Linked DNA regions of Mus musculus: all the other regions are linked to region 3. A link is a contact called in public HiChIP or PLAC-seq data. All regions are on one chromosome and are shown on one strand. Each heading gives the region's core, a stretch centred on a gene start, on an enhancer-like site or on the middle of the called end of the contact. The rest is flanking DNA. Distances are from core to core; before and after follow the strand shown. Region 1 overlaps A730036I17Rik (RIKEN cDNA A730036I17 gene). Region 2 has its middle 14 kb from the start of Gm25703. Region 3 has its middle 3.7 kb from the start of Fbln7. Region 4 holds the start of AI847159 (expressed sequence AI847159).

Region 1 (6,995 bases), core at 2,263-4,762, 370 kb after region 3:
TTGGATGATGAACAGTTGTGCGGTTACAGCACTTTGGGAACCATAGACTTTGCATGCAATAAAATGCACCCATTTTCAGTATATGGCAAGATAGAATAAGCATGCAGACCAAGGTAAATATAATCACAGTAAAGTTAAGCAAATTTTAACTGGTAAAGTTCAGGATCTGTCACCGTCCACGTCCCCTCTTACTTACTCCTTTGCCACAAGCCTCACCGGTACTTGCTTTCCTTTGGTCTTTTCTAGAATTTCATGGAAATTAGAGTAGGCAATTGTGCCTGGGTCTTTAATCCCCCCCTTTTTTTATTGCTGAGTAATATTCTGTTGCATAAGCATACCATAATTTTTAACGACTTTCATTTTTGAGCTGCAGTGACCTTTGGAGCGGCTGGCGGGCTGCAGATGGGATGCGATGGATCTTTGCACATCCTCTCCTTAGATAAGGGAGGTTTCTTGCCTCTCAGAGTCTCACATAATGAAGAGTAGATCTAGCCTTCTGCTTCTTGTTTAGTGTATTTAAAAATATCATTATTGCACACATAAAAGAAACAAACTTGAAGATGTTCAACTAAAAAAAAAAAAAAAAAAAGAAAAGTATAAATTGTCCTATCAGCTCCACAAATTGATTTAGATGTTAAAGAGACCACCAATCCCTCACCACTTGCCCCTTAATGGGCCCACCATTTTTTTCTAGAATGCATACTTTATCTTTCCCTTTATGTAGACATTAATATATTTGTAGAATAATATGTTGCCTTTTACTTAAAAATTTCAAAACATTTAAAAATAAGACAAGCTAGGCAGTGGTGGCCCATGCCTTTAATTCCAGCACTTGGGAGGCAGAGGCAGGCAGATTTCTGAGTTCAAGGTCAGCCTGGTCTACAGAGTGAGTTCCAGGACAGCCAGAGCTACACAGATAAACCTTGTCTTGAAAAACAAAACAAAACAACAAATTTAAAAAGTGGCTGGAGAGATTGGCTCAGTGGTTAAAAGCACTCACTGGCTGCTCTTCCAGAGGACCTGGGTTCAATTCCAACACCCACATGGGGGCTCACAACTTCTGTTATGACTGCAGTTCGAGGGGATCAAACAGGCTCTTCTATAGTCTGAGGGAAATGCTCATACATGCACGCTGGCAAAGCACTAATACACATATACCACCACTACCACCACCACTACCACTACTACTACTAAATACTAAGAACTAAAAATAAAACCGTATTTCCATGTTCTTGACTTACACAGCAACAGGACACTCTCCCTTATCCCTGATACCTGGATTTGCTTGTTTGTTTGTTTGTATGATGTGTGTGCATGTGCACACTGCAGAGACAGAGCTCGGTCATTCTGCTTTGTCATTTTCTGCCTTATTCCCTCGAGACATCCAATGGAACTCACACTGTTTGTCAGCAAGTGTCTTTACCCTCAGAGCCACCTCACTGGCTCCAATGAGTGGCTTTTACAGAGAGCTTCATGCCACCAACTTCTGAGTCAAATGCTGTGTGGGTTTATCTGATTGGTGGAGCCCTGGTCCATGTCTTCCTATAGAGAAACTGGGAACTCCAGCCTCTGGCATTTCAGCTTGTATTGTGAAGGGAAGTCTGCCTTAACATAGGGGCACAGAATTTAGGGGCACAAAAAGGATGGAAACTGCCTACTATGGTAGCACCCTGCAAAGTCCCAAACATCACGTTTCATCTGTCCCCAGTCTTCCTCTCCTTATTCCAGGTCCCTCATCCTCACCTTGGGTTGTGAGATGCCCCTTTCTCCTTAGATGTGCTCCAAAGGCAGATGCTTAGGATTTAAGGATCTTCCCCTGCTACATACACACACGCACACACACACACACACACACACACACACACACACACACACACACACGAGAGAAAGGACTGCAACACACATGCCTATCTCACCTGAGGATTGCCATACTCTGTGTAATGCCTGGGACCTATTCTTAACTGTAGAGAGAAGTCCATTCTGTTCTCACACAGGCAGAGTTCTGCCTTTTGCTCATTGGCATAAAATAGTGAATGGCTATATATATGTGTGTGTATATATATGTATACATATATATATTTGTATATATGTGTGTGTATATGTATATATATGTGTGTGTATGTATACACACATATGCATACGTATATATGTGTGTATATATATGTATACATATATATTTGTATATATGTGTGTATATATGTATAGATATGTGTGTATACACACACACACACACATATAGGTCTTTTACAATTTCATAGATACCTATAGTAGTTATATATTTTTTATTATAGTCCCTTGTTATCTTTGCTTATTGCCTTTCCTTTCCCACCAAACTCTTTCTTTGTTTCAGTGACCTCCCTCCTACGTGTGTGTGTGTGTGTTTGTGTGTGTGTGTGTGTTTGTGTGTGTGTGTGTGTGTGTGTGTCTGTGTGTGTGTATGTATGACTAAACCACTGAAAAACATGAAACCCACAAAACCCCACAAGCAACCATTATCCATATGGTCTCAGATGTGTGTGTGTGTGGGGGGGGCACCTCATTATTCCCTTCCCCAAACATGTTGGAATATTGATGAAGGAGATTTCATTCTTTTTAAAAACAGATTTTATTTTTAATTATGCATAGGTTGTGTGTATCTGTGCATGTTAGTACAGGTGTCAGTGGAGACCAGAAGAGCACACTGGATCTCTTGGAGCAGGAGTTACAGATGGTTGTGAACTTTAAATTCAACTGAAGTCCTTTGGAAGAACAGAGCATGCTCCTGGCTACCTAGCCATCTTTCTACCCCTGAGACGAGTGCTTTCTTGAAAACAACTTCTACTGGACATAAGGCCTCCTCTGTCAGTCCTCAAGAACCTGACCAGAGCTGCACCCCTGTGCCTGTCATTAGGGAGCTTGCTTAGCAGCAGAGGAATCCTAGTCCTTCACACCTCTGGTGTGAAGTCCTACTGTGCCAAGTGGGCTTCCTAGGAGCAGTTTCTAGCCAAGTCTCCATATGCTTGGTGGGCGGGTGTGGAAACCCGGGTAAGGCTTGGCAGGAGATCTGCAGAGGGAGCTGTTACAACCCAAACAGTCACTGTGTGCACAATGCTTCACTCACACGTCTCTTCCATATGCCTGGAACCAGTTACTGGAAACTGCAAGACTCTGTGCAACCCCTCAAAATGACAGAGAAAGTGCCTGGGACTCACGGGACAACTTGGTCTAATGTCTCCTAGGCATCCTAAAAGCCACTGAGTATTTAAATTATCATACAGAGGGAAATATACCCAGGTCAGTCCTTCCACTATTGGACTGAAATAAAGATTTTTGGTTGCCCGACTTCTTAGCATTCAGGACTTGCTCTGGATGTGACAACTCTCTTTCCTTCTGATGAGTTTCCAGTCCAACGTCAGATGCGGTCTGGAAGGAAGCATTTCTCACAAGCCAAGTGTGAGGACACGTGCTCCGTGCGAGCCACAGCCTTTGGACTCCATTCTGGACTTTGACTGCTGCGTGGAGTAAGGCTGGAACTAGAGAGATGTCACTGTGCTGACTCACACTGCACATGCTCCCAGACAGTGAGCGGGATCCCCACTGAGGAGTGCAAGGCTCAAGCTGATAGAACCTGGCCACTGGCTCTGCAGTGGAAGAGAAGGTAGCAAGGACAACCACAGGAGCCCCCCTCCCCAGTTCTTCGGGGTCTGCCTCTCTCTCCCCTCCCTGCTGTGGACCACCTCTGTTGCCTGCTGCCAAGGAGCCCTCCTGCCAGCCCAGCTTTCTTTGCTCCATCCTCCAGAGCCCTAGATTCCTGGGTCTCACCCACAGTAGATGCTGGGCCAGATTTTCCCTGCCTCTGTTGACTTCCGTCCCTGGGCACTCTGTGCAGCTACGTGTGAATGGATGAGTGTAAGAGAGAGGACCCAGGAGGCAAAGAGAGAAATGAGCGTATGAAGGGCCGAGTGCTTAGCTGATGAACACTGAACTTCTGAGACTTAAAATATTCCAGAATGTTCTCCCCTTCAGCTGGACGATGTTACTATAGGATCTTTAGACCCTTTGAGAAAATGAGAATATTCCTATTGTGAACCTATTGTGTCATTTGGGTGTTTCTTCCTAATGCTTAGCAAAGAGAGCATTAGTTGGAGCTCTGGCTCAGCAACAAGCACATTGGGTGCTCTTGGAGAAGACCCCATTCAGTTTCTAGCACCTATGTGCTGGCTTACAACCATTTCCAGTCCAGGGGAGTCTGACGCCCTCTCCTGGCTTCTGTGTGATGCATAGACAAACATGGGTAAAACACCCATGTGCATAAAGTGAAATGGAAAGGAAAAAAAAGACCAGGTAAAGAGGCCTGGGAAGATGTCAGCAGGTAGAGTTTGCTGAGCCTCAGACTTCTGATCTCAGAATCCATGTAAAACCTGAGCTTGGCAGTGTGTGTTTGTAACCAGCCAACGGCTTACCAGAGACTGGCAGAACCTGGGGGCTCGCTGGCCATACTGTCTAACTGAAATGATAGTCTCCAAGTTAATCAAGAGACTTAGTCTTAAAAATAAGGTGGAGAGTGAGAGACGATGACACCTGATGACCTCTGGCCTCCACATGTGTGTCCATAGTACATAGGTGAGTCCTCTCCTCCAACACATGTGGGCATTCACACACACACACACACACACACACACACACACACACACACACAGAGGAGAGGGTGAGGGGAGAAGGGAGAGGGAGAGAGACAGAGACAGAGAGAGAAGAGAGGAAGAGGAGAGAGAGAGAGAGAGAGAGAGAGAGAGAGAGAGAGAGAGAGAGAGAGAAAGAGAGAGAGAAGGGTAAGCACAGAGAAGCACAGAGAGGACACAGGCTCCGTGCTTCAAAATAAAGAAAAGCATGTCTGAAGCTGGGTTTGAGAGCCGGGGTAGCAGGCAGGGCATTCCACCTTCCTTGACGCTGACGTTCTCATTGAGGCAGGACATCCAATCCCTCCCGTTCTTTACTTTGGGGTGAGGAGCTTTGACTGTTAGTGCGAGTGAGTTCAGTCCCCATGCTGCTTTTCTCCAATAGAAGAAGTGCGTCTGCTTTTCTGTGGCCGCCCTGAGGTCTGAATCTTATGGTGACAACAGCAGATAAAAGCGGCTTTGTCTGGGCAGCTTCTTGAGATAGAGCAGAGAAGAAGCTGGGCCTGTCTTTAGACTGAAGTCTGTGATAAGCCTCTGAGCTCAGAGACACAGAAATGGTCTCTGTGTGCCTGTCTAAAGCATTCTGTCTGTCTGGGCTGTTTTGTGCTGCTAGGCTTTTTTGTTTGTTTGTTTTTGTTTTTAAATTTTATTTTGAGATGGGGTCTTCCTGGCTGTCCTGGAACTCACAAAAGTAGACCAAGCTCGTCTCAGACTCGCAGAGGTTTGCTGACCTCCGGAATGCTGGGATTGAAGGTGCAGGTCACTGTGTTCAGCTCTCGGTTAGTTTGTCTTGTAAACAAAATATCATGGGCTGAGTAGTGAACAGTAAAAAAACCTTCCTCCTCACCTTCGAGAGACGGGGCAATGGGAGATCAAACCATTCTCTGATTTATAGGCACTATACTGAATGGTAGCTCTCCAGTAGCTGTTATGAGGGCAAGTTCCAATTCCAGAGGCTCCTACCACATGACCTCATCTTCTAAACACCCCACTTCTATCGCAACCAAGTGGAAGTTAAGCATTTTAACAAATACATTTGAGGTGACATAAGTTAAGAGCCTGTTAGGCCATCTAAACACTCTCTGTCTCTGTCTTGTCTCTGATAGTTTTCAACTTCCTCTTTTGCACCTGAAGCCATACAAGAGCATCCCCAGAATGGAGAGTAAAGGGACCTGGCAGGACCTGGAGGGGCTTCCTGCCTGACCATTCCGCATCAGCCTGCATCTGACCCTGTCCCCTGGCTAAGGAGAAGCACCTGTCCCTTCTGGAACAGGCAGCTCTCCAGTGAAAGCTGAAAGAGCTCTGTCAAAATTAGGCCTGGAATAGAAAAAAGATGGGGTTCTGGGAAGAAGAGAGGAAGCTGGCTAACCCGGGTGTGGAGAGCCTTTTGGGGTGCCGCTTGGCAGGGATCTGACATTGGCCAAGGACAAGGAATTGGGCTGCTTGGCAGGAATCTGACATTAGGGCATGGCAAAGAAGACAGTTCAGGCAGGGACCTGACGTTGGCCAAGGACAAGGAAGTAAGAATCTGGTTTTAGGGTAGAACAAAGAAGTAGGCTCTGATATCTGGATCATCCTTAGAAACAGCATCAGTGGAGAGATCAGGGGACTTGGTGTGTATTGTCTTGCTTGTTACTTGACTATTTATTGTCTCGCTTGATTCCTCATTGTACTACTCAACACTTGCATGTAATTAAAATGGTATAAAAGCAGACAGGAAAAAAATTAAACCGGCCTTTAGTCTCAGAAGTGACTGAGGTCATGCTACAATGTTGTCTAATTATCTTTTTCCTTTTTAATCCTCACCCCCTTTTTTTTTTCTTTTGGTTTTTCCTGTGCTGGAGAACCTGTTGACTGACTGAGTGGGCTTGGTCAGGTGGCACCCCAAGCTTTATTGGATATAGTGGTAGAAGCAAATTTATACCCCAACCCCCAAGATTGGAAAGGAATTTTGGAGTAGTTGTTGCTCCAGAAAAGATTCAAAGGCAATATATTTTTTAATATTTGGGGCCTCAGTTATATCCTAGAAAAACTGTGGCACAGAAAATTCAAGAAAGAAAGGGTGACTTACTTAATTCAAATTATTTTCCAAAGCTTTGAGGAGATATTAATTGGCTAACCTTTGGCGAAAGGAACCATTAACATGGATTCATCTTTCTTTGTCTCTAAAGAAAGTTTTAACACCTTATTATGAAGCTATTGCTGTATTAATACAGAACTGTAGGATAGAATCATGAAAATATTTTGAGAAAGAACTTGATGAAATATTTATTCCTTCTTCCAGACAGCAATTAAATGGGTTATTGCAAAATACTGATATTTGGCCTACTGCGTGTGCAA
Region 2 (7,224 bases), core at 3,498-5,997, 470 kb after region 3:
TCTTATTGTTTTTTTCTTACCTTAAAAATTATGCATGCATTGTGAGTATGCATGCTCATATGTGTGTGTGTGTGCGTGCATGTGTGTGAGTGTATGCATGTGTGTGAGTGTGTGCATGTGTGTGTGAGTGTGTGCATGTGTGTGTGAGTGTGTACATGTATAGTGCAGAGAACAACTTTGGGTGTTATCCTCAGGAACGCTCTCCACCTCCTTTGAGACAAGGTTTATTATTTATTAGCTTTGTTATTATATTTATTTATTAGCTTTGTTATTATCAATTAGTCTAGCTGACTAGTGAGTCCCAGGAATCCTCTCTCCTCTTCCGTGCTGGGATCACAAACATGGGCCAACTTGCCTGGCATTTTTATGTGAACTCTGGGGATTGAACCCAGGTCCTTGTGCTTGCAAGGCAAATACTTTACCGACTGAGCCATACACTACAGTCCTATCTCTAATCCTCTTATCTAGTCTAGTTTTCAAGTCTTTACCTTTTTCTTTACTTTCTAGGTGGTTAACCACCATCTCTCAGCTCTTCTATTGCTCTCATTTCTCTGACATTTTAATATATTTTATTGCTTGACTATCCCACCTGCTGGACATCATAGTATTTTATTACTGTTCCACAGTTTCACTGTCTTTTTAGCACAATGTATTGCATTACATACGGAGATACTTACCTACTTAGTATATATTCATAATATTTTTAAACTTAAAAGATGGAGATAGGGTCTTTCTGTGGTTGCTAAGGCTTAGTCTTCATCTCCCGAAACTCAAATGCCCTTCCTGTCTCAGCCCTCTGATCGTCGAGAACTACAAAAGTGTGATACCTCGGTTGTATCTGATGCACATCAGCTTTTGTTTGTTTTTCATCTTTTCTCTTCCAATGATCTTTTGTTCCTCTCTCTGCTGTTATGAGCTGGTTTATTTGTTGTCCTTCTCGTGAGAAATCTGCAGGTTTTTAAATAATCTTACGTTTTTAGAATGGGTGTTTCTTGTGTGGATTGGAACATCTGAGTAAATGGTGAGGCTTTTGGGCTGCGGAGATCACTGGTTTGTATCTCATCAGGGTGATTGGGTGAAGGGGCCTTAATAATAGTTTTGGCTTGATTCCGAGCATAGCCTCTTTTGCTTTCCTGCATAGAGGAGAAAGGCCTTCTGTCTTAGTTACTTTTCTATTTCTGTGATAAGACACTATGACCAGGAAAACTCATAGAGGCAAGAGTTTATTCAGGGCTTACAGTTTCAGAGAGTGAGTTTCTGACCATCATGCAGGGAGCATGGCAGCAGGCAGGCATGGAGCTGGAGCAGTCACTGAGAGCTCATATCAATCCATAAGCGCAAGGCAGAGAGAAGGAGACACTGGAAATGATGCGAGTCTTTCAGAACCTCAAAGCCTGACACTAGGGACACGCCTACTCAACTACTGCCACATCTCTTAATCCTTTCAAACAGTTCCACTACCTGGGAATCACAAATCAAATATATGGTCTTATGGGGACAGAGACTAGCCTGCATTAGGTGTGGGGGAAGCTGGGATTCTTCACAGAAGACTTTCTGCCTTCAGGAACTGTCTTGTTTACAAGACTCTCTTTTTATCTTACCTGGCATCCTCCAGTACAAAGCCACTTCATTTTCCAGTTTTTACAGAATCCGATTCCTGGTAGTTTGCTAAGAGCTATTCTGGGAACCTAATCATTCACCTTTTCCTGATTATTTCATTTTTATTTTTCTACTATATGTAAAATTATTATTATTGTTTTCTAAAATCACAGAACCAACTAGCAGCCTGCATTTTATGTGTATATGTATGTGTGCACGTATGTGTGCACGTGTGTGTATCCCCACACATATGCTTATGAAGTCCAGGGAAGGCATCAGGTACCTTCCTCCATTATTTTTTTTAGGTCACAGAACCTAAAGCTTTCTGTTTCAACTAGGCTGGTTGACCAGAGAGTTCCTAGGACCTACTTGTTTCTGACTCCCAGTTGTGGGCCATATTTTCCCATGCCTAGCTTTTTATATGGCTACTGGGGATTTGAACTCAGGTCCAGTTACCTTCACAGCAATCATTCTTACCTACTCAAGCTATTTCTGCAGCCCTTAGTTCCACACCATGTCAGCATTTTAAACTATAGCTTTCTTGTATTAACTTATTCTTTGGCATTTTCATATCCATGTCTAATAGGTTCTGATCATACACATCCCCCCCCATCGTCTCTTATGCTCCCCCAATCTCACAAGCCCCTCCTCCCCCCACTCCCACCACACTTTCATGTCTTACATGGTTTTGGTTTGTGATCCACTGGAGTTAACCAGGGCTGCCTGTGTGGGCATGGGTGTGGAACTATGGCAGGAGGCATGAGTTACTCAACAGTGGCCACATCATTGAAGACAATGACTTCCTCTTCCTCACAGTTCTGGATAGTCAATAGCTCTCCTGCGAAGGGCTGGGCCTCATGAGCCCCTGCCATATCTGTGGCTGAATGCTTATAGACTCAGTCTACATACAGATCATATGCAAGAAATCACAGCTGCTATGGGATCACGAGAACGGCACCTTGTCCTGTCCAAAGACAGCATTTCAGGGTTCTTATTCCCAGCCTCTGCCTCTTATGTTCCTTCTGTCCTCTTCTCTAATGTTTTGTGGGACATGGAGTGATTGACAAGACTGACCCATTTAAGGCTATGTGCTCAATGGTCATTTGTTCTTAGCACCTTGACTAGCCCCGCGTCTCTGCTTTAACAGCTCTTCAATGACAGCTTTGTCAAGTAAAAGTGACAGCTGACAAACTGCTCCTAGCTAAATTATTCTGTTTGTGTGTCTTGATATATGCCTATCAAATTGTCTCCACGGCTGAGGACATACCAGTTCCTCTTAAGCCTCTCTGTAGTCTGTCCCCCTTTCCCCTTCATTCCAAACAAACCCAGATCTGTTTTTGTCCCCATAGATTACTTCATGTTTTCTATAGTTTATATGAATGGAATCCTACATGAATCACTGTTTTGTGTGTGTGTAAGACTCTATTGTTCTTAATCATCTTACAAACAGTCTTACTTATTGACCAACTCATTCCCAAAGGTGCAGGGTTCTGACTGGCTCTTTTCCTTTCTCCTGCCCACGTAGGTCCAGCCTCCACGTGTCCAGCTGCTTTCCATTGTCCAAACCAGTTCATGTATATTTGTTGTTCATTTTTTTACTACTTTATTTCTTTATTGTGTGTCAGTTATACATGTGGAAGTTAGAAGAAGACAATTTACAGAGCTGATTTCTTTTCCTTCTACCAGTTGGGTCCTGGGACTCAAACACTTGTGCTTGGCAACCTCACTGGCCCCCACATTAAATAGGTTTGAGTTTAAAAATCGTCATTTCTATCTTTCCATCATGTGGGTAATGGAGAATCAAGCTCAGGACATAATCCTTGACAGCAAACACATCTTACTGCCCCTCAAAAACAACTTCTATTTATTTGTTTGTTTGCTTGCTTGCAGAACTCCTGTGTGAAGCTGGGAACTCCTGGGTTGCTGTTGTTAGTGTGAAGTCGGTGAACTGAAGAACTGCCTGGTGGACCTAAAGAATTCAGGTTCCCACTCCCTGCTCCCTGTTCTCGCAGTTTTCTCCTCTGTTCTCAGCATCCTTGTGGGTTAATGTTTTAAGAAGAAAGCAGTGTGAAGCACAACAGAACCCGTTAATGTTCTTCTAATGGGGTTTAGGAAAAGGAGCAGCATTAGCTGTAAGAAGGCGTATTCACACCATCATTCTGAAACTTGCAATAAGTGTTCAACAGAAGGTTCTGGAAAAGATTAAGGTTCCCTTAGGTCTGAAAGTACAATTATGGGAGAAAAAAAGAACAGGTGATGTTTTATCCTTCACCTGGTTATGATTAACAAGTAGCACCCAGCCCATTCCCCACTTCCTTCCTCCCTTCTCCTTCCCTCCCTCTCTGTTCTCACACTCCCCCCCTCCTGCTCCCCAACTGTCGCAGCCGCCATGGAAATGTCTTAAGAAGGGACTGTGCCAGCTCAAGGACGAAGGCAATACTTTGTAAGGATAAAAGAAACTGGGCAACTCAATTAAGGATGCAGACCAGTGGTGATATCTCTTGTGCCAGTTGGACAAGCCTTCCTGGCCAGGGAGAGGCGGGAAGGGAGGCAGAGATAAACTGCTGAGCCTGAGTCTGGAGGGACTCGGCTACAGGGAAGTCTCAAGTCCAGAGAGAACGTTTTTATGGCTGGGCACAAAGTATTTTTTCCATCATGGAAAAAGGCACAGTAGAGGTTCAGTGGCCAATGAGCCAGGCTGTGGAGAGACTCGCCTGGGGTGTTTGGGAGCCAGGCTCAGGTAGAGAGTACCAACTTCTCCTTACTGAACCTTTTCATTCCTGATATTTGAAAATGAAGGACAAAGATCCCTGAAAATGTGGAGTAGGTAGAAGGACAAGCATGGATGATAGTGTTTTCCAGTGGGCCCCAGAGCCACTGCCTAGCTTTCTCTCGGAGCCTCTGCGGAGGTTACAGGAAAGGCAGGAGGCTCTTAGCTCTGCTGGATGGCATCGACGGAAGGAACCTTAAAACAGCGTCTGCTATCTCTTTCGATGAATGTTTAGAGGTTACTATTTCCTTTTGCAGAGGAAGTTCTACAAACATTCCACTTCCAGCCTTAAAAATAGCAAAGTGCCAAGGCGTTGAGAACTCTCTACGCCGGGGAATTCCCAAGGAAGTAGAGGCCGAGTTTTGTGGGCACCAAGTGAATCCAGAGCGATTACTCAGTAGCAGTTTGTAGTAATAGCAGAAACCAGAATTTCCATGCGCGTTTGCCAACTGAGTATCTAATGATTTCAATGGATAGGGGAAAAAATAGCTGTGGGTAAAAGAGTTCAGCCACAGGTCTCCACCTATCGTTGTTCACCCAGAAGCCTGTTTCTCTTAAGATGCCCTTGGAACTATCTGTGGGAAAAGGGAGTGAGTGGGTCTGCTTTGTACTATTGTCGCGACAAATAGAGATGACCGCCAAGTGTGCAGACATTCCACAGACGCATAGTCCCGTAATGCAGCTCCTAAGGAGTGGGTGAGGAATGTAAGCAGTGCAGGAAAGACCTACTGCTTGCTTTGTGGGGATGGTCAATCACTGGATAGAGGTCAGTTTGTGAATAAAGCATCAGTTCATGAGACCAGGGGAGCAGTACGTTCATTCCCGATGTTACTACTAATCTGTCCATATGAACAGTCCCGCTATGAGGGCCAAGGCAAGGACTCGCTGTTGGAATGAAAGCCCCTCAACCAGCCTGGACTTTTCCTGGTGTTTTGGGGGATGGGGTAACTAGTATATTATTTCCACACACTGTTTTAAAAGATAGTTATCTTACCCAAGAGATGTATGGGGGTGAGTCAGCTTGGGGCCAGAGGAATCAGTCTCCCAAGAAAAGGAGGGCAAAGTTCAGGGCGCAGAGGATGACCATATTCTTAAGGTAAAAGGAGATAGCTAGCCAGGAGGTAGAAGTTATCTTGTAAGTTCTTTCTGGGTTTCAATTTCCTCATCCAAAGGTGTCACCACATATTTATTATTATGTTCTTCTCCTAGGCACCAAGCCCAGATGCTGGGCTGAAAAATCAAACTCATTCCTATAAACTGTTCTGAGGGTAACACATGACTTAACGCAAAATGTACAGTATAGTACTTTTGTTGCTTCTAGGCCATGTTTGGTCTGTGATCTGGGACACTTCTTGCCACTTAAATAACCAAGGAGACAAAATCATGTTGTAAGGAGAGGAATGGAGGGGAGTACTGGCTTCCTCCAGGGAATGGCTGGAGGACCAGATAACAGGGACAGACAGAGGCAGAGTGGCCAGAGCCTCTGCCTTCACAAGTTGGATGCCAAACAGGGCAGCAGTGGATTGTTTTTTCTCTCTCTCCCCTCTCTCTCCCTAGCCCCTTTCCTCCTCCCCTCCCTTCTTTCTTTCTTTCTTTCTTTCTTTCTTTCTTTCTTTCTTTCTTTCTTTCTTTCTTTCTCTCTCTCTTTCTCTCTCTCTTTCTCTCTCTCTCTCTTTCTTTCTTTCTTTCTCTCTCTCTCTTTCTTTCTTTCTCTCTTTCTCTCTCCTTCTTTCTTTCTTTCTTTCTTTCTTTCTTTCTTTCTTTCTTTCTTTCTTCCTTCCTTCCTTCCTTCCTTCCTTCCTTCCTTCCTTCCTTTCTTTCTTTCTTTCTTTCTTTCTTTCTTTCTTTCTTTCTTTCTTTCTTTCTTCTTTTTAAATATACTTGGAAGTCTCCTTAAACATGTCAATTTTGCAGGTGAGAAAAGTAAAAAAAGTCAAGAGTAGCAATGAGTCAGTGGGAAAGTCTGCGTAAAGGCTGGGGTTCCCAGTGAAGTGGACCATTAGTGGACTTATCTTTGAACCTCATGACTAAGTTTAGATATTTTTTGGAGAGTAAAAATGGAAGCATTAACAGTGGTGGCTGTCACCTGTGAGCTAGTCTACAGTGGATAAAGCTGGTCATAGTAGTCCAGTAGTTAGGGACAGAGGCTAAGTCAGTGTGTGTGCGCGCACACGTGTGTGGTATATGCATGTATAATATGCTTGCACACACACACACACATCCAATGTGTATACATGCACACGTGTGTGCATGTGGAGGCTGGAGTTTGATGTTGGGTGTTTTCATTTTTACTTTCTACCTTATCTTTCAAGACCTAGTCTCTCCCTGAAGCCAGAATTTACTGTGTGAAGAGATCAGCTGATCAGTGAGCTCTGGGGATCTACTTTTCTGTCTCCCCAACTTTTGTTTCTTGCATGACAACACTGAGCTTTTATGCAGTTCCTGGGAATCTGAAATCAGGTCCTCACACTGGCACCGTAAGCCCTTAACTAACGAGCCATCCCCCCAGCCTTCGGGTGGGTGTTCTGAGGATTGAGTTCTGTTTTCTCAATCTTTGTTTTGACTATAACAAACCACTGGTCTTTTCTCTGCCTCTGTTTTTATTTTCTTCTCAAAAGGAAGGAAATGGCACATCTGTTGTTATGAAGTCATGTCACAGGAGGAGCAAGGTGACCCACAGCTTTGTCTCTGAACTGTGGCATTGTAGGTTTCCCAAACACCTGTCATATCTTTCCCACCCTGGCACAGCCGGCACTGCCTCTGTGCTAAACCCCCTCCCCTGGCATGTGCTGATCGATCTCCACATGTCTCATGGTAGAAACTCTTCTCTGATTGAGGTCCTAACTTAGGCCCTA
Region 3 (6,854 bases), core at 2,275-4,774:
GTTCTACCAAAGCCTGGCTGAGCATGAATTCAGGTGAGAATAATCTTGACAGTAGTTCCTCAAAATCAGTTTATACCCAGGCAAACATACCCAAATTACTCAGCAGATGGTGCCAAATACCAGCTCTGAAGAATTGTTTCCTTGCCTTTAACCAACTAATAAATGCAGTTTTTACTTACTAAATGTCCTTCTGCCAATTTGAAGATGAAGGAAAAGACCTTAAAGAAATTAAGCATGCTACATTTAAAAAGTGTTTATTTACTTTTGTAGACAGGTTCTCTTTACATAGCCCTGACTGCAATGGAACTCACTCTGTAGACCAGGCCGGCCTTGAACTCAGACACCCTCCAGCCTCTGCTTCCAGAGTGCTAGGATCAAAGGTGTGTGCCACCACACCTGGCCTATGCTATGGACTTAAACGTTGAACTTTTAAAATCTGTTTAAGAATAGGCATGAATCCCTAGATACAATCCCCAGTACCACAAAATAATGGAGGAAGGAGCTCTACAGAGCAGGGTAGCTGGACATAGGTGTGGGAGAGAAATGGGAAAAGGAGGTACAGGGGGAATTGACAGGGAAAGTGGTGAGAGAGGCCAATATGAAGGGAGAACAGGGAGGAAGGATAAACAGCATTAAGGGTGTTTGGAAAGCCTTAGGGAAGCATTGTTTTATATTAACTTAAAAATACATTGTGTCTACACATATTAGATGATAGATAATAGAAGATAGACAGACAGGTAGATGATAGAGTTTGAATGAAGTAATGGCACTTAGAGTGTCAGTTCTCTTCCCCAAGAACTAACAAAAACCTTACTATCCAGCCTAGGAATTCTCCCTTCAAATTGCTGGTTAGTGGAAATCTAGAAGACTCCCAAAACAATATAGGCCATTGCTACTGCCCTTTGCTCTCTTACAGAACTTAAAGATGAGACCCTATTGCCGAACACACCTGTGATGGTTTGTATATGCTTGGCCCAGGGAGTGGCACTATTAGAAGGTATGGCCTTGTTGGAGTAGGTGTGTCACTGTGGGTGTGAGCTTTAAGACTTTCATCCTAGCTGGAAGTCAGTCTTTCACTAGCAGCCTTCAGGTGAAGATGTAGAACTCTCAGCTCCTTCTGCACCATGCCTGCCTGGATGCTCTTGCCTTGATGATAACGGACTGAACCTCTGAACCTGTAAGCCAGCTCTAATTAAATGTCGTCCTTATAAGAGTTGCCTGGGAGAATAATCAGTGTTCCTGACCACTGAGCCATCTCTTTAACCCCCGGTTTAATTTGTAGTTTCATTTAAGTATTCACTCTTATACCAACAGGTAAATGTAATCCTTACCTCCCATCGAAGAAACTTCTTTTGCAGTAGATAGAGACCATTCAGAAACCCACAGCCGGTCTGAGTTCAGAGAACACCTGACAAAATGGTGCCCAGCCTTAACTTGTACAGCTACATCAGAACCCTACATCTAAAACTCAGAGAACATTGCCAAAGAAGGTGCAGAAAGACTGCAAGAGCCAGAGGTCCAGGGCATCTGCTATAGTGTCTCCTATATATGACCCATGACATCTCAACAATGTGAACACCTAAACAAGCCCTGCACAATAACACCACCAGTTGACATGCTGATGTAGATGGGGAAATTCTCACAAGACTCTACCATTAGATAAAGGACTACAGGCAAGTAATGGCTACTGAGAGAAGGGAAATCAGTCTCCTCCAAGGATGAGACTCTGGAGAGGGTATCCAGTCCCAAACAGCCTTAAACACGTGTACATACACGCAACACTAAATGGACCAAGCAGGTTGTGTTTGTGTGTATATATAAATATACATAAAAGTAATAAAAAAGAGATCATAAATTTGAAAAGGGTTGGGGGCACAGGAGGAGTTGGAAGTCGGGGAATGTAGAATAGAAATGATGTAAGTACAGTATCATATATGGAATTCTCAAAATAATATTAAATGATCTGCATACTAGGATAAGTGTGGCTGGAAGTTTATTGTGGTGTTTAAATGAGAACAGCTCTCATCAGCTCCTATGTTTGAGCCAGTTAGTGGAACTGTTTGGGAAGGACTAGGAGGCTTGATCTTCTTGGAAGAAGTATCGCTGGGGCTGAGCTAGGAGGTTTCAAAAGCCTCAGGTCATTGCCAGCATCCTCTCTCTGCCTGTGGTTGATAAGTTGCCTTGGTCATGGTGTTTTATCACCGCAATACAAACGTAACTAAGACACTACTTTTTTAAAAAAGTTAAAAGCCTTTAACTTTTTTAAAACTTAGGCTATTAACCAGGGCTATAACAGCCAAACTACCCAAAGATATTTACTCCAGAAAAATAACTGTCAGTAAGAAGAGGAAGCAGATGGTGATGGGGCTTGCCCAGCCCCCCTTGCTCTGCCCTCAGCTCTGTCGAAGCCTTGATCTTGTCAGGCTTATGGTTATGGTTGTGGTTTGTGTGTTGTAGCTGGATAGAACTATTGGATGCTTTCCCCACTTGACAGCACGCATGGCTCTAGCCAATGCTATGAGGACTAGTCCTGAGGGAAGGGTTCCAGGTCAGTTTCAACGGCATTTCTTTAAACTCTTTGTCCACGGCATGTGGTGTTTTCAGCAGTAGGTTCTTTTGGGGGAAGGCACCAAGGACAATGGCAAGAAACTATATTGTTTTGTGAGTCTCGTAGACTCTCCTGACCAACAGCTCAAAAAGGAATAAGTGTCCCATACCAGGCACTGGGGTTTTTGTTAAATACTCTATGATTTTTTTTTTTAATTTGTAGGAAGGGAATATTAGCGCCTCAAGTAAACTCTATGTACATATGTTATATATAACTTTAAGTAAACACAAAATAATTTCCTAGAGCTTCTTGAAACATCCTTAGGGTTATTTATCCTTCACTCCTTCACGTCTGGCTCTTTATTATTTAGGATGTCTTATTGGCTCTGATAAACGTTTTTATTTTCATATAAATGAGAAATGAAAAGAGGTGGAGAGCCACAAGCCCCTATTGGTACCTACTCAGGCGAGGTTTAGCTCAGCCATGTCTGACTCCAAGAATTACATCATCCACCAACTGAGCCCACTACTCTGCCCCTTCCACGTGCATTTAGACTTTACTGTAGAAAGGCATTTGTGGGTTTTCAAAGCCTCTCTTCCCTTGGCAGACACCGAATGATGTTTGTTCTGTAATTATGACACAATGAGGTCTAGTTCTTGTTTGTCTTTTTTAAACAGGCATTTGTTTTGTAAGATTGGAAGTGGCCCTCAGGGTATGGTCAGTGGTTTCTTTGGTTTGTCCTGATGTTGTACACAGCCAGACAATGTCCTCAATGTTATACACAACTGCATGGCTTGCTGACCGATATAATGTGTGAGCATAATGTAGCACCTGGCTCAGGGCCAGGCCTGGAGTTGGCACTTGATAAATATTTGTATAATGAAGGAATTGGATGAAATCATGGCTCTCCTGCTGAGTGATCCCCTCCCTCCTCTCGCCATATTATCCCTGGTCAGACTAGCATGCTAGGCTTTGTCCCTGAGACCTTCGGAATAGCTTCTTAGAGGATGATGACATTTAGAGTCATGGGCAGATGCAGACCTGTGAATGTGTCGACAGCAAGACTGGTTCATGCATGGATCAGGAGAGAACCATGATGTGGGCACCCTAAGGGACCATGAAGGCTCCATAGGACAGCCCTTTTCATTGTTTGCTGCCAGTAGACAGGTGGTCAACACAGACTTCTACAACAAATCTTTCTCTCTTAGCCAGGAGTGATGGGGTTTCTGTAATCATAGTAAGAGCCTATCAGATAAATAAATAAACGATTAAATAAATGAATAAATAAATAAATGCCAAGAAGTTGGTTCATTGAGTAAAATGCTTACCTTATAAGCATCAGGACCTGAGATTGAGCCCCAGAACCCATGTATAAAAAGCCAAGCCCTGGTAGGGTATACCTCTAATCCCAGTGTTGGTGAGGCAGAGACAGGAGGATCCTGGGGCCAACCAGCCTAGCCTATTTGGCAAGTCCCAGACCAATGAGAGCTCCTGTGTCCAAAGAAAAAGGTGTCCAGTACTTTAATAATGACACAGGAGTATGTCTCTGATCTACATGGATAGAATATTAGTAAAAATTAAGATTCAACTTTCTTCTTCTTCCTTTGCAGTCTTGCTTTCACCTCCCAAGTAATGTTACTATAGGTGAGTGCTTCCAGTGGCTTATGCAGTGCTGAAGATCCAATTCAAGTTTCACTAACATCAATCAAGGATTCTACCAACTGCGCTACACCCTCGGTTCCTAGAACAGTTTCTTTCATTAAAAAAACTGTGTTTGTCCTTGCCCCCAGAGGAGCAGGTGTGGAAGAAGGGCTTCTCTGGGTTCATGGATTGAGTCCAGCATGGTGGAGAAGACTTGGAGCTCATCTGGCTTCTGCTTTCCCACCTCTTCCTCAGTCCAGGCCCCCAGCCAAGGGGATGGTGCCACCCACATTCAAAAACTGTCATCTCGGGGAACGCCAGGGCCAAAGGGGGGGAGTGGGTGGGTAGGGGAGTGGGGGTGGGTGGGTAAGGGGGACTTTTGGTATAGCATTGGAAATGTAAATGAGCTAAATACCTAATAAAAAATGGAAAAAAAAAAAAAAAAACAAAAACTGTCATCTCTCCTAATTAAAACTCTCTGGGCACACTCTCTTTGCCAAGCCTAGGAGGTGTGTCTCCTACGTGATTTCAAACCCAGTCAAGCTGACAAAGGAGATTAGCTCCCACATTGTTTCATTCTCTTCCTCTTAGAAATCTGGTGTGTCTCAGCTTTATGATTGGGGAAGGGGTAAAAGGAGAAAAAAGAGGGCTTGCTCACATCCGCCCAGCCTCTAGTGTCCACTATGGAACCAGAACCGCTAAGAGTGCTTGGAAGTTGCCATGTAAATACGGGGTAGATTAAAAGTCAAAATAAATAGCCGCTCCGAATAGAATGAAAGCTTTCATTCACAGGAGAGGCAAGCCCAGCCAGGAAACGGGTGGCTCTCTCATAGCCAGCAGACACATTGGAGACTGACACAGAAACCCACCATCTCTAAGGGCTACCCTGGTTTGGCAGCTGTCCTTTCCTCTCTACCTGGACAGTGACATGCAGTGTTCTGACTGGGTCTCTCAGCAAGACTTTCAAAGCACAAGGACATGGACTTTGCTCGATGCAATGGATGGGAGGAAACAGCTCCGTGGTATTTGTTGGATAGCCAATCCTTGGGTGGCCGGTAGGTCCCATGCCCAGTGCCCAGTGCTCCATGCTTTCCAGGGAACTGGCTATGGTCATATTTTAAACTCCTTCCTCAGTATGGTAGTGTGATGAGATGTCACCTTAGGATATTTCTGAATTAGATAACTATAGTGTCCTTACAAAAGAGACCTCATGCTGCTGCTGGTGGCACATGTCTTTAATCCTATCACTTGGGAGGCAGAAGCAGGAGGATCTCTGAATTCAAGGGCAGCCGGTCTACAGACCAAGTTCCAGTACAGCCAGAGCTACATAAAGAAACCCTGTCTCCCCCACCACCACCACCACCACCACCCCACGCCGGAATCCTTATCGATCTCCTGTCTGTTCCCACAAGTGAGGATGAAGTAAACTTTACGGACATCAGTTCTGCCTGTGGATGCCTTGATCTTGAACCTAGCTTGCAGAGCCTCGCGGCACACATTGTATTGTTTGTACACTGCCTAGTCTGGAGTACTTTGTTATAGCATCTCTAACAGGCCAAGAGAGGACTCTCGGCTTGCCTTCTGCTTTCCATCTAAAGCAGCTCAGAACCATTCCATACAGAAGAGTGAGCTTCACAAAATGTCCTTGCAGGGAGAACTAAATTACGTTTTCCAGGAGTAGAGAGGTCCGAGACATCTGGTTCACTCATAGCCTGAGTACAGGAACCTCAATTCCATGCCTGTCACAGGGCTGTTACCTAACTAGACCCCAGGCGTGTTCTGTAGCTGGGCCTTTACTTTAAACCCTTGGGAAACAGACGGAAAACTAGAAGGAAGGCTGTAGACTCTTCGTCACGGAGCATGTGCCCTACTTAGTCACTGAGCATGCGCCCTCCTAACCTAGTCACTGAGCATGCGCCCTCTTAACTTAGTCACTGAGCACGCGCCTTCCAAAAGCCCTAGGGAGAATTGATTTAAAAACTGGCAGAGTTGTCCAAAGGGTGACTTAGTCTAACTCAGAGCCCTTTAAACTTCTTGCTCTCAGTCTCTTTTCACTGAGAAATATTTCTGCAACCTTAGGAATTCAGGCACATGAAGAAGTGTACAGATCAAACACGTACTGGTAATAAATCATAAATTTATTTTAAAGTAATTATTTGCTATAAATATAATTTTATCCTTTATTAAAATTAAAGGAAATTTGATATGCTTTATTAATTTTTACATGAAGAATTAAATCTTGGCTGAATATTTGATATTGAAGAATAAGAAGCAGTTTTGACTTTTTTCCCCCCCTAAATTGATTGTTTGGTTATAAAATTGTCACACGGAGCACACCACCTCATATAAGTAAGTAGTACAAAGTAGCAAAAAACTTAGCGTGTACAGTAAAACCACTTCATTTCGTAACATAAGTTAGTCTGAGATCTGAGCCAAGTGTCCTAGGTGTGTGTGTGTGTGTGTGTGTGTGTGTGTGTGCGTGTGTGATCATTCCCGTGGTGCCCCTGGACATCTGACCAGTAGCAGTTATGGAGACCAAGGATACCTTGGATTCATTATATTTGATTTTGAATTAATTTTTGGTTTCGTGCCTCACCATTTGCTAAAATCAGTAACTCAGCTCCCATTTTTTTCGGCCCACGGTTTAAGAAGAGACGGTCTAACC
Region 4 (7,795 bases), core at 3,598-6,097, 320 kb after region 3:
AGCCAAAGACAGCTTGTTTGGAGAAAGCAGCCTCCCCTAGGGCCCAGGGCACTCCTTTTCCTCAGTGAGTCACAGCCTCTGAACCCACTGTGGACAGCCTGACTCCAAGGCAAGAGTCCTCCCACTCCCACTTTTTCCAATGGACACTCCTGTCAGAGGCACTCCACTCCTTCAGCCATCTCTCTATAACTTAAACTAACTTACTCAGACATATTATATTCGCCTTGAAATGGGATCTTATGGGTCCAGAGGATTGCCAGTCTTCAATTTTTTTTTCTTCAAAGATTTATTTATTGTATGTATATGAGTACACTGTAGCTGTACAGATGGTTGTGAGCTATCATGTGGTTGCTGGGAATTGAACTTCAGGACCTCCGCTCACTCTAGCCCTGCTTGCTCTGGCCCAAAGATTAATTTATTATTATATGTAAGTACACTGTAGCTGTCTTCAGACACACCAGCAGAGGGCGTCAGATCTCAATTATGAATGGTTGTGAGCCACCATGTGGTTGCTGGGATTTGAACTCAGGACCTTCGGAAGAGCAGTCAGTGCTCTTAACTGCTGAGCCATCTCTCCAGCCCCAGTCTTCAATTCTTAAAGTTCATGTTTTTAAAAAGGTATAGGCATTGCTTTAGCTGGGGTTCCTATAACTGTGAAGAAACACCGTGAACAAAAGCAACTTGGGAAGAAAGGGTTTGTTTCATTCTTAGTTCTCTAGAACAGCTCACATCAAAAGTGGGAAAGGGAGGCACGCATGCAGGGCAGGAACTTGGAGGCAGGGGCTGATGCATAAAGGGGTGCTGCTTGCAGGCTTGCTCATCATGGCTTGCTCAGCCAGCTTTCTTATGTAACACAGGACCCCCCCCCCACACACACACACACAATGGGCTGGGACCTCCCACATCAATCACTAGTTAAGAAAATTCCCCACGGGTATGCCTACAGCCCAATCTGGGATTAAAGGCGTGTGGGTATTTTCTTTATTGAGGTTCCTCCCTTTCGGTTGACTTTAGCTTGTGTCAAGTTGACGTGAAACTAGCCAGCACAGATGCAGAGCGTGGTTTTCCTGCAACGTGTGCAGGACTCCTGGACGCTGCATGAGCCTGAAAAGGTCTTACAAGTGGTTTTTAGGACGCCAGTGTACACTAGCATTGTGTCCTCCTCTAGGAGGATGAGCAAGGCAGAAGCTTGGTTGTGGATACTTCTTTGCCTCCTCAGTTGCAGGGACTAGGCTGTGGCTACGTAACCCCTCACAAGGCTACGTAGGTCTCTTTAGGTCTCTGGCCAGGATTTGAAATGAAGCTAGCCCTGGGAAGAATGTTATTTCCTTGTCACTATGACTAACTCCAGTGAGGATTAACACAAAACAAATCCCTTTGTCATGGGCTGTCGCTGGTCCTGATCCTCCCAGCCAGCAGACACCAGAGGAGGGGGGTGGCAGAGTGGGAGGACAAGGACTAGAAGGAGGAGGTGGTAGTTGTGGTGGTGAGGCAGTCGTGAAAGAAATTACCTCAAGAATACCCTCTAGGGGAAGAAGTAAGAACAGGTACCTATTTGTTCAAGAAAAAAGGAACAAAAATAGAAATTAAAAAAAAAAAAAAAAGCAGAGACTAATGAGCTTAGCTACCTGCTGTAGGGCATGGCAGAGACAGGACAGGAGGGATAAAGCAGATGGAGTGGGAACAGGACTTCTAGACAGAGCCTTTTGTTCTGACATGACATTTAGGAGCCACTGCAAAATTAAAACTGAGAGTAAAATTTGGAAGAATATGGAGAACCCTAAAATCAAATGAAAAACAGAAATAAACAAATTAAAAGATAATGCCCTTTGACCTCCATCTTGCCTCTTTATAGTTAAAGCAATCAAACTTTTATGACGCATGAAGCAATTAATTAAACAATTCATTTAATCTCTGTGATTTCCTTTAGTCATGGCTACTTTGACAAGGCCTGGGATGGGTGATTTAAAAGTGCTCTAGGCCTCTGTGGGAGATGCTCCTAATCTGGCAGAGACTTGATGCCTCAGGGTTGGGGAAATACCCTGGCGGGGTTGGGGCGGGGCAGGGGGGCCCTCTCAGAAGAGAAGGGTATGGGGGAGGGTCTCTGGGGGGGCACCAGGAAAGGGGCAGCATTTGGCATGTAAATAAATAAATAACAAAAACCAAAAACCATTGAAGCCAGGTTTTTCAATCAGGTTGATGTTAGAACTCAGCTCTGAGAGCCTATTGTATATTCAGCTCTGGGACAGGCACAGAGAGAGTTAAGTGTCCCCGGGTTCCAGGAGTCTATAAACTCAGAGACAAACATCACAAGGTCACACATAAGGAGAGGAGTGATTCCTTTTATTACCCATAAACATTTAAGTGCCATAAGGAGATTTTAGGCATTTTGAGTGTTCTTTGTGGATTGGCTTCCTAGAAGATAAGAAAACTGAGCTAATCCCTGTGGGTTGGATTCAGACAGGGAAAAAGATGAGGGGAAACAAAGAGCAGAACTCACTGAGAGCAGAGGGCGCTCGGGCAGGGATGAGGAGGGGTAGACAGTCCATGCAATGGAGGAGCTCATATATAACTTTCTGGTGACCTCTTAGAGTCCTCAGTCCCACAGGAGGAAGTTGTCCACAAGGGCTGGGGTAAAGGTATTGAATTTCTGATCCCAAATCTCAGTCCTTTGGTAGCTACATCTTGGTAATGGGTGTTTTGCCTTGCCGCTTTCCAATGACTGGCTCAGCAATTGCTGAGGAAAAGGCAGACAGACAGGGGACATTTTGTACGTAGAGTGGTCAACAGTCTTTTTGCATAAGGGAAAAGGAATACGCTCGCTCTTAAGGTCCTTTACACCCTCCCCCACCCCCGAGTCTGGGCGGAGATGCAGAAGTAGGTGTTGGGCCACTCCCTGTTTGCAAAGTAGGAAATGGAATGCTCCAACCTGCTGTGATTTTCTATAGTCAACCTGTCTGCAACCGCAGGAGTGTCAGGGGAAGGGCCAGGAGACAACACTTCTCCTTCGAATTCCTTCCAGCTGTGCTGAGGCTTGGTAGTGAGAATGTTGGTTTCTCTGAAAAACACAGACATATTATAAGACTTTTAATCCCAGGTGTGGGATATGCGGCTGACGATGACTTGCCTCCTGCTCTAAGAAGGGGCGTGGTTTTGCCAGCCGCAGATACTTTCTGTTATTGTATGAGATCTGGAATTCTGGCGACCTTTCAGAGGATGTATAAATGCTAGCACCCCAATCGACGGGGCTGACTGGCCAGTTGTTGGTTCAATGTTGGTTGTTGGTTGGTTGCTATTTGTTAAATAGTTGTGCACAAAGAAACAAGAAATGAGATATCCACCGGGCAGTGGTGGCGCACACCTTTGATTCCAGCACTCGGGAGGCAGAGGCAGGTGGATTTCTGAGTTTGAGGCCAGCCTGGTCTACAGAGTGAGTTCCAGGACAGCCAGGGCTATACAGAGAAACCCTGTCTCGGAAAAAAGAGAGAGAGAGAGAAAGAAGGAGAGAGAAAGGAAGAAAGAGAGAGAGAGAAAGGAAGAAAGAGAAAGATATCCTGACTGTGAAGATCAAACTTGCCCTAAGGAACTCAACAGCCCTAATCAGCAGGAATTATCCTAACAATATCATCGCCCCCTTTCCCCGCCATCCTTTTCTCTCTTCTATCTAATATTAAGGGGTTGAAAAAGTGGAGAAGGGTAAAGAAAAAAGCATCCACAAAATAGCCGAAAGGACAGGCTATAGGGCTCAGCAGGGAAACCCAGAGAACATGAGAAGAGAAAACCCCTGTGCTTTGTGAGGGGAGGCACAGCTGAGTCTGGTAACCAGACAGCAACACTGGCTCTAGCCAGACAGGAACATACAAGGAAAATCTAAATGTAGAAATTCCTATCGGACCATGGACTCATGTAGCATACATCTTAATCAGAATCAGTAATGAGGTAAGTCTAAAAAGGCCTTGAGGTAGAAACAAAGGCAACATCTGGCCTTCAAGTGGCTGTCCTCCACTGTTCCACCCCCCTTCCCTTAAAAAATATTATATATACACATATACATACATACATTAAATATAATATAAATACTCAATTATATATACATATTTATATTTATATATCCATATCTCCCACTTTTGTTCTTCTCATCCCTGTCTGTTCCCATCACTCTGGGTCCTTTCCCAGCATTCACACCAAGGTCTTGGTAGCAGCTCCAGCCATGGGGCTTGGGGCTGTGGCTTGGTATCCGTGCTTCATCAGAAGCATACCATTTCCCTTCCTTCCCTAGCCAATGTCAGAACCAGCCATCAGGCCTAAAGAAGGAGGTGGCTTCTCCCATGACACCCCTCAGACTGTGGTTTTTACATCCTGTGCTGGTGGCCTTTGTACTTACCCCATCCGGAGCTTTCCAGATGTGGTAGCCAACTTTTGTTTTTCTTTCTCCTAGAGCAAGACACAGCTCTGATAATATTTGTATACTATTTGAGGAATGGATATTTTCCTTTAAGTCAATATTTTCAAAACTTTTTAAACCCCCACCCACACAAAGAAATACATTTTATATTATGAACAGTTTACACACACATACACACACACACACACACGCCTTACCACAATTTTCAGGAAATAATACTCACATTGTTGAATGTGCTCTGGTATTTTCTTTCATTTCAGTTTTTTACAAGGCTTCCTGTGTGGGTTTGGAGATGCAGCTCGGCGGTAGAGCACTTGCTCAGCAAACATGAAACTCTAGCACCGACACCAAAAAGCACTTGTTGGGACCTTAAGATAGAAAGCTCTGTCCTAAAGAGCAGAGATACTCCGGTCACTGTTAAACTGAGAAAGCTTTGCATCCAAACCTGGTCAGATTAGGATTAAGCTATAATCAAATGAGGGCTCTGGCCAGTCCTGCTTTGCAGACTGTGAACTTGACCTTGTTGCCAAGGAAGGAGCCTCTCCAGGGTTAGCTGACAGTGGCGATGGCCTCATGGTCTGGATATAGGACCTGCTTGTGCTTTTTGTATTTTTCCTCTTTGGTTCCTTGTATTTTTTCCTTTTGTATTGTACCCTTTCGTCTTTTTCTTTTTCTCTTTCTTTCTTTCTTTCTTTCTTTCTTTCTTTCTTTCTTTCTTTCTTTCTTTCTTTTTTTTTCGGGACAGGGTTTTTCTGTATAGCCCTGTCTGTCCTGGAAATCACTTTGTAGACCAGGCTGGCCTCGAACTCAGAAATCCACCTGCCTCTGCCTCCCGAGTGCTGGGATTAAAGGCGTGTGCCACCACACCTGGCCCCTTTTCGTATTTTTCTAGGGAGACTTAGAGGGATCCAGCAGGCCATGGAAGGACAAAGCAGGCCACTGTCTCAGAATGACAGAAGCTGTCCTTGGCCAAGGAGTAGAGAGTTAACAGTGGGTTCATAGAGCTCAGGAATGCCTACAATAGCATGTTTAGATTTACTAATCTAAGAAATTAAGAAAACAAGCCTGGACTTTAGAGACGGGGCGGGGGGGGGGGGGGGGGCGGGGGGATACAAAGTGGCTCTTAGGCCTAGAGAGGCAGGAGGTGATTGGACATTCAACGGGAATAGTGGCAGGTGATAAGCAGTTGCCCCTCCTCCTGCCTAGCATAGCCTCACCTTGAGCAAGAGGTGAGAGGAATGCAGGGCTGGGGAAGATTATTCCAGTCTTCCATCCCAATATAGCAACATTCCAGCTATAAAACCTTTTAGTCAGTTAAAAATAACTTCATAAAACATAATTGATATATAAATCATGAAATTACACTGCAAAGTGTTGTCATGATTCTGTTTGTGTCCTGGTAACACTACCTACACATCTTGTACAGAGAAAGACCTTGCAGACATGGGGGTGGGGGAGCGGCTACTTTCTAGCCATTCCGATAGGGGGCACTCCACCTCCATGAGGAAAGCTGATAAGAACGATCCAACTATGATTTGGCCGAGGCTAACTTACCAGGGTCTTTGTTCTTTTAACTTTATCAAATACTTTCTAGGATAGCAGTGATCAGTCTGTCAAAGGGACAGCACTGGGCTGGAGAGATAACTGATCGCTCTTTCAGAGGACCTGAAGTCAGTTCCCAGCACCTACTCCGTAGCTAACAGTCCTCTGTAACTCCAGTTCCAGGGGAACCTGACACCCTCTTCTGGCCTCCTCCGACACAGTATACATATGCTACACAGACATACATGCAGGCAAACCCACACATTTTTTAAAAAAGATCTCAAGGGTGGGAGAACGAGGGGGAGGGAATTTAAACTTTTTGAGTCAGGGTCCAGGATGGTCTTGAACTATGAAACCTAGGACAACCTTGAATTTCTGCTCGTCCTGTCTGCACCTCCCAAAGGGCTAGGATTACCGGCCCACACCACTAAGCCCAGTTTATTTGATGCTGGAGATCAAACTTGAGGCTCTGAACAAGCTAAGCTAGCACTCTACTGAGTGAACTACATCCTCAACTCGGGAATTTCATCTTTATACTGAATTTGAGGGGCTGGTGAGACTGTTGTCCAGTTAGAGTACTTGCCTATTCCACTGACATGAAGACCTGGGTTCAGTAACAGGACACACATGCACATACAAGCACACACACTCGCACATGCATGCACAGCAACTCTGTAAATGAAACCAAAAACAAAAGCCTAACCATTTACCTAGTGCTGCTTTTTTTTTTTTTAATGTAGAGTAGTTATAACCCATCTGTAGTAGACTGTGTGCCTCAGAATTCCAGTGTTGAGTCTGACTCCAAATATGGTAGCATCAGGAGGCAGGCCTCTGAGTGGTGATCAGATAATAGAGTGAAACTTTCATGGGTCAATGCTCTCATAAGAAACTCCCAGAGAGCTCCCTCAGTCTTCTGCCATGAGGACAAGAAAGAGGATGGATTTCTGTAGGTCAAATGATGGGCCTTCAGGAGACATAACCTGTGAGTATTCTGATCTGGAATTTCCCAGCCTCCTCTGGGCAATACATTTCTGTTGCTTAGAGTCCACGGCGTACTGTCTTAGCAGTCTGCATAGATTAAGACACTAATGTGCTCATTGTTTGCCAAATATAGGAAGTGAGGATGGCCCATGTTCCCGTGAGCTTTCACTTTAGTGAGGGAGACTGGGATGACCTTAACCCGTGGAATAAACAGGTCCTGAGCGGAGACTAGAGCTCTCTGGCCCAGGATTCTTCCAGCTGAGGAGGAACCCGTGTCTTCTGAGACTTGAGTTCTCGTCTGTAGAATTCAGGTAGCTTCATTGTTGCTCAGGATTGGTACAAGGCAGGAACCAGAGGGTGGGCTGTGAAGCAGATAAGACTTCTGAGGAAGTTATTTTTTCCTAATTTTATGAATGGTGGCACTCAGTAGATAATTATGGGAAAACCCCCAAGAAATAAAATATAAAAATCTAAGCTTACCTTTTGCTAAATAACTGTGTACAGCTGCGCAGAAGGGAGTGGTGGGAAGGACAAGCCAGCCTGGGTACAGTCGATGCCCCCCCCCCCCCCCCCCCCGGCCATGAAGCAATGGAAAATAAAGCTGGTCTGGATGGAAGGCACAGTCGTGGAAAGCCAGCCCTGGCTAGACAAAGCCTTCTGGATTCTGTCCCATGGGCAATGGTAGAAAATCATGGCTTAATTGTGTGGGTTGGTTCCAGAGAAGTGTAGAGCCGGGGACAGAGCTGAAGATGTCATTAGATGAGCGGTTAGACCCACGGAGCAGACAGTGCAGTAAGGGCTGGAGAAACCAGAGTCTAGTCTCGGTGCCTGGTTTCCATTCGGTCTCGTCTTCTCCATCTGCTTTCT

What was found. HiChIP or PLAC-seq counts read pairs in DNA pulled down with a chosen protein or histone mark.
Region 1: a contact with region 3 is called in an HNF4G HiChIP or PLAC-seq map of pancreatic cancer cells. The contact joins two enhancer-like sites. A contact is called at or near these places in 9 of 39 promoter capture datasets (the 3T3-L1 cell line, the C10 cell line, the HPC-7 cell line and 5 more), 1 of 484 Hi-C or Micro-C datasets (bone marrow-derived macrophages), 1 of 115 datasets of contacts at active chromatin or transcription factors (pancreatic cancer cells) and 2 of 9 other capture datasets (liver and macrophages).
Region 2: an HNF4G HiChIP or PLAC-seq map of pancreatic cancer cells shows a contact between it and region 3. The contact joins two enhancer-like sites. A contact is called at or near these places in 2 of 39 promoter capture datasets (hippocampal neurons and pre-B cells) and 1 of 115 datasets of contacts at active chromatin or transcription factors (pancreatic cancer cells).
Region 4: a FOXA1 HiChIP or PLAC-seq map of pancreatic cancer cells shows a contact between it and region 3. The contact joins the promoter of AI847159 here to the enhancer-like site in region 3. A contact is called at or near these places in 3 of 39 promoter capture datasets (the 3T3-L1 cell line, 3T3-L1-derived adipocytes and the HPC-7 cell line), 1 of 484 Hi-C or Micro-C datasets (the C2C12 cell line) and 1 of 115 datasets of contacts at active chromatin or transcription factors (pancreatic cancer cells).

The regions. Positions count from the first base shown.
Region 1 is chr2:129,229,184-129,236,178 of GRCm38.p6, forward strand. A730036I17Rik (RIKEN cDNA A730036I17 gene) reads left to right here. Exons shown (of 5, transcript NR_045838.1): 4 at 2,626-4,602; 5 at 5,762-6,423. Among named protein-coding and RNA genes, the nearest start is that of A730036I17Rik, 14 kb to the left of the region's middle. Within about 2 kb of position 3,513, at least 51 of the 459 cell types and tissues checked have an H3K27ac peak or open chromatin away from gene starts, as enhancers often do. A contact at or near this core is called in pancreatic cancer cells, where this site is marked.
Region 2 is chr2:129,326,069-129,333,292 of GRCm38.p6, forward strand. No RefSeq gene overlaps it. Among named protein-coding and RNA genes, the nearest start is that of Gm25703, 14 kb to the left of the region's middle. Within about 2 kb of position 4,748, at least 35 of the 459 cell types and tissues checked have an H3K27ac peak or open chromatin away from gene starts, as enhancers often do. A contact at or near this core is called in pancreatic cancer cells, where this site is marked.
Region 3 is chr2:128,856,762-128,863,615 of GRCm38.p6, forward strand. No RefSeq gene overlaps it. Among named protein-coding and RNA genes, the nearest start is that of Fbln7, 3.7 kb to the right of the region's middle. Within about 2 kb of position 3,525, at least 8 of the 459 cell types and tissues checked have an H3K27ac peak or open chromatin away from gene starts, as enhancers often do. A contact at or near this core is called in the HPC-7 cell line and pancreatic cancer cells, where this site is marked.
Region 4 is chr2:129,175,826-129,183,620 of GRCm38.p6, forward strand. AI847159 (expressed sequence AI847159) reads right to left here and starts at 4,848. Exons shown (of 3, transcript NR_045264.1): 1 at 4,629-4,848; 2 at 4,385-4,434; 3 at 2,323-3,058. Gm39932 (a long non-coding RNA gene) reads left to right here and starts at 6,778. Exons shown (of 2, transcript XR_866734.2): 1 at 6,778-6,929.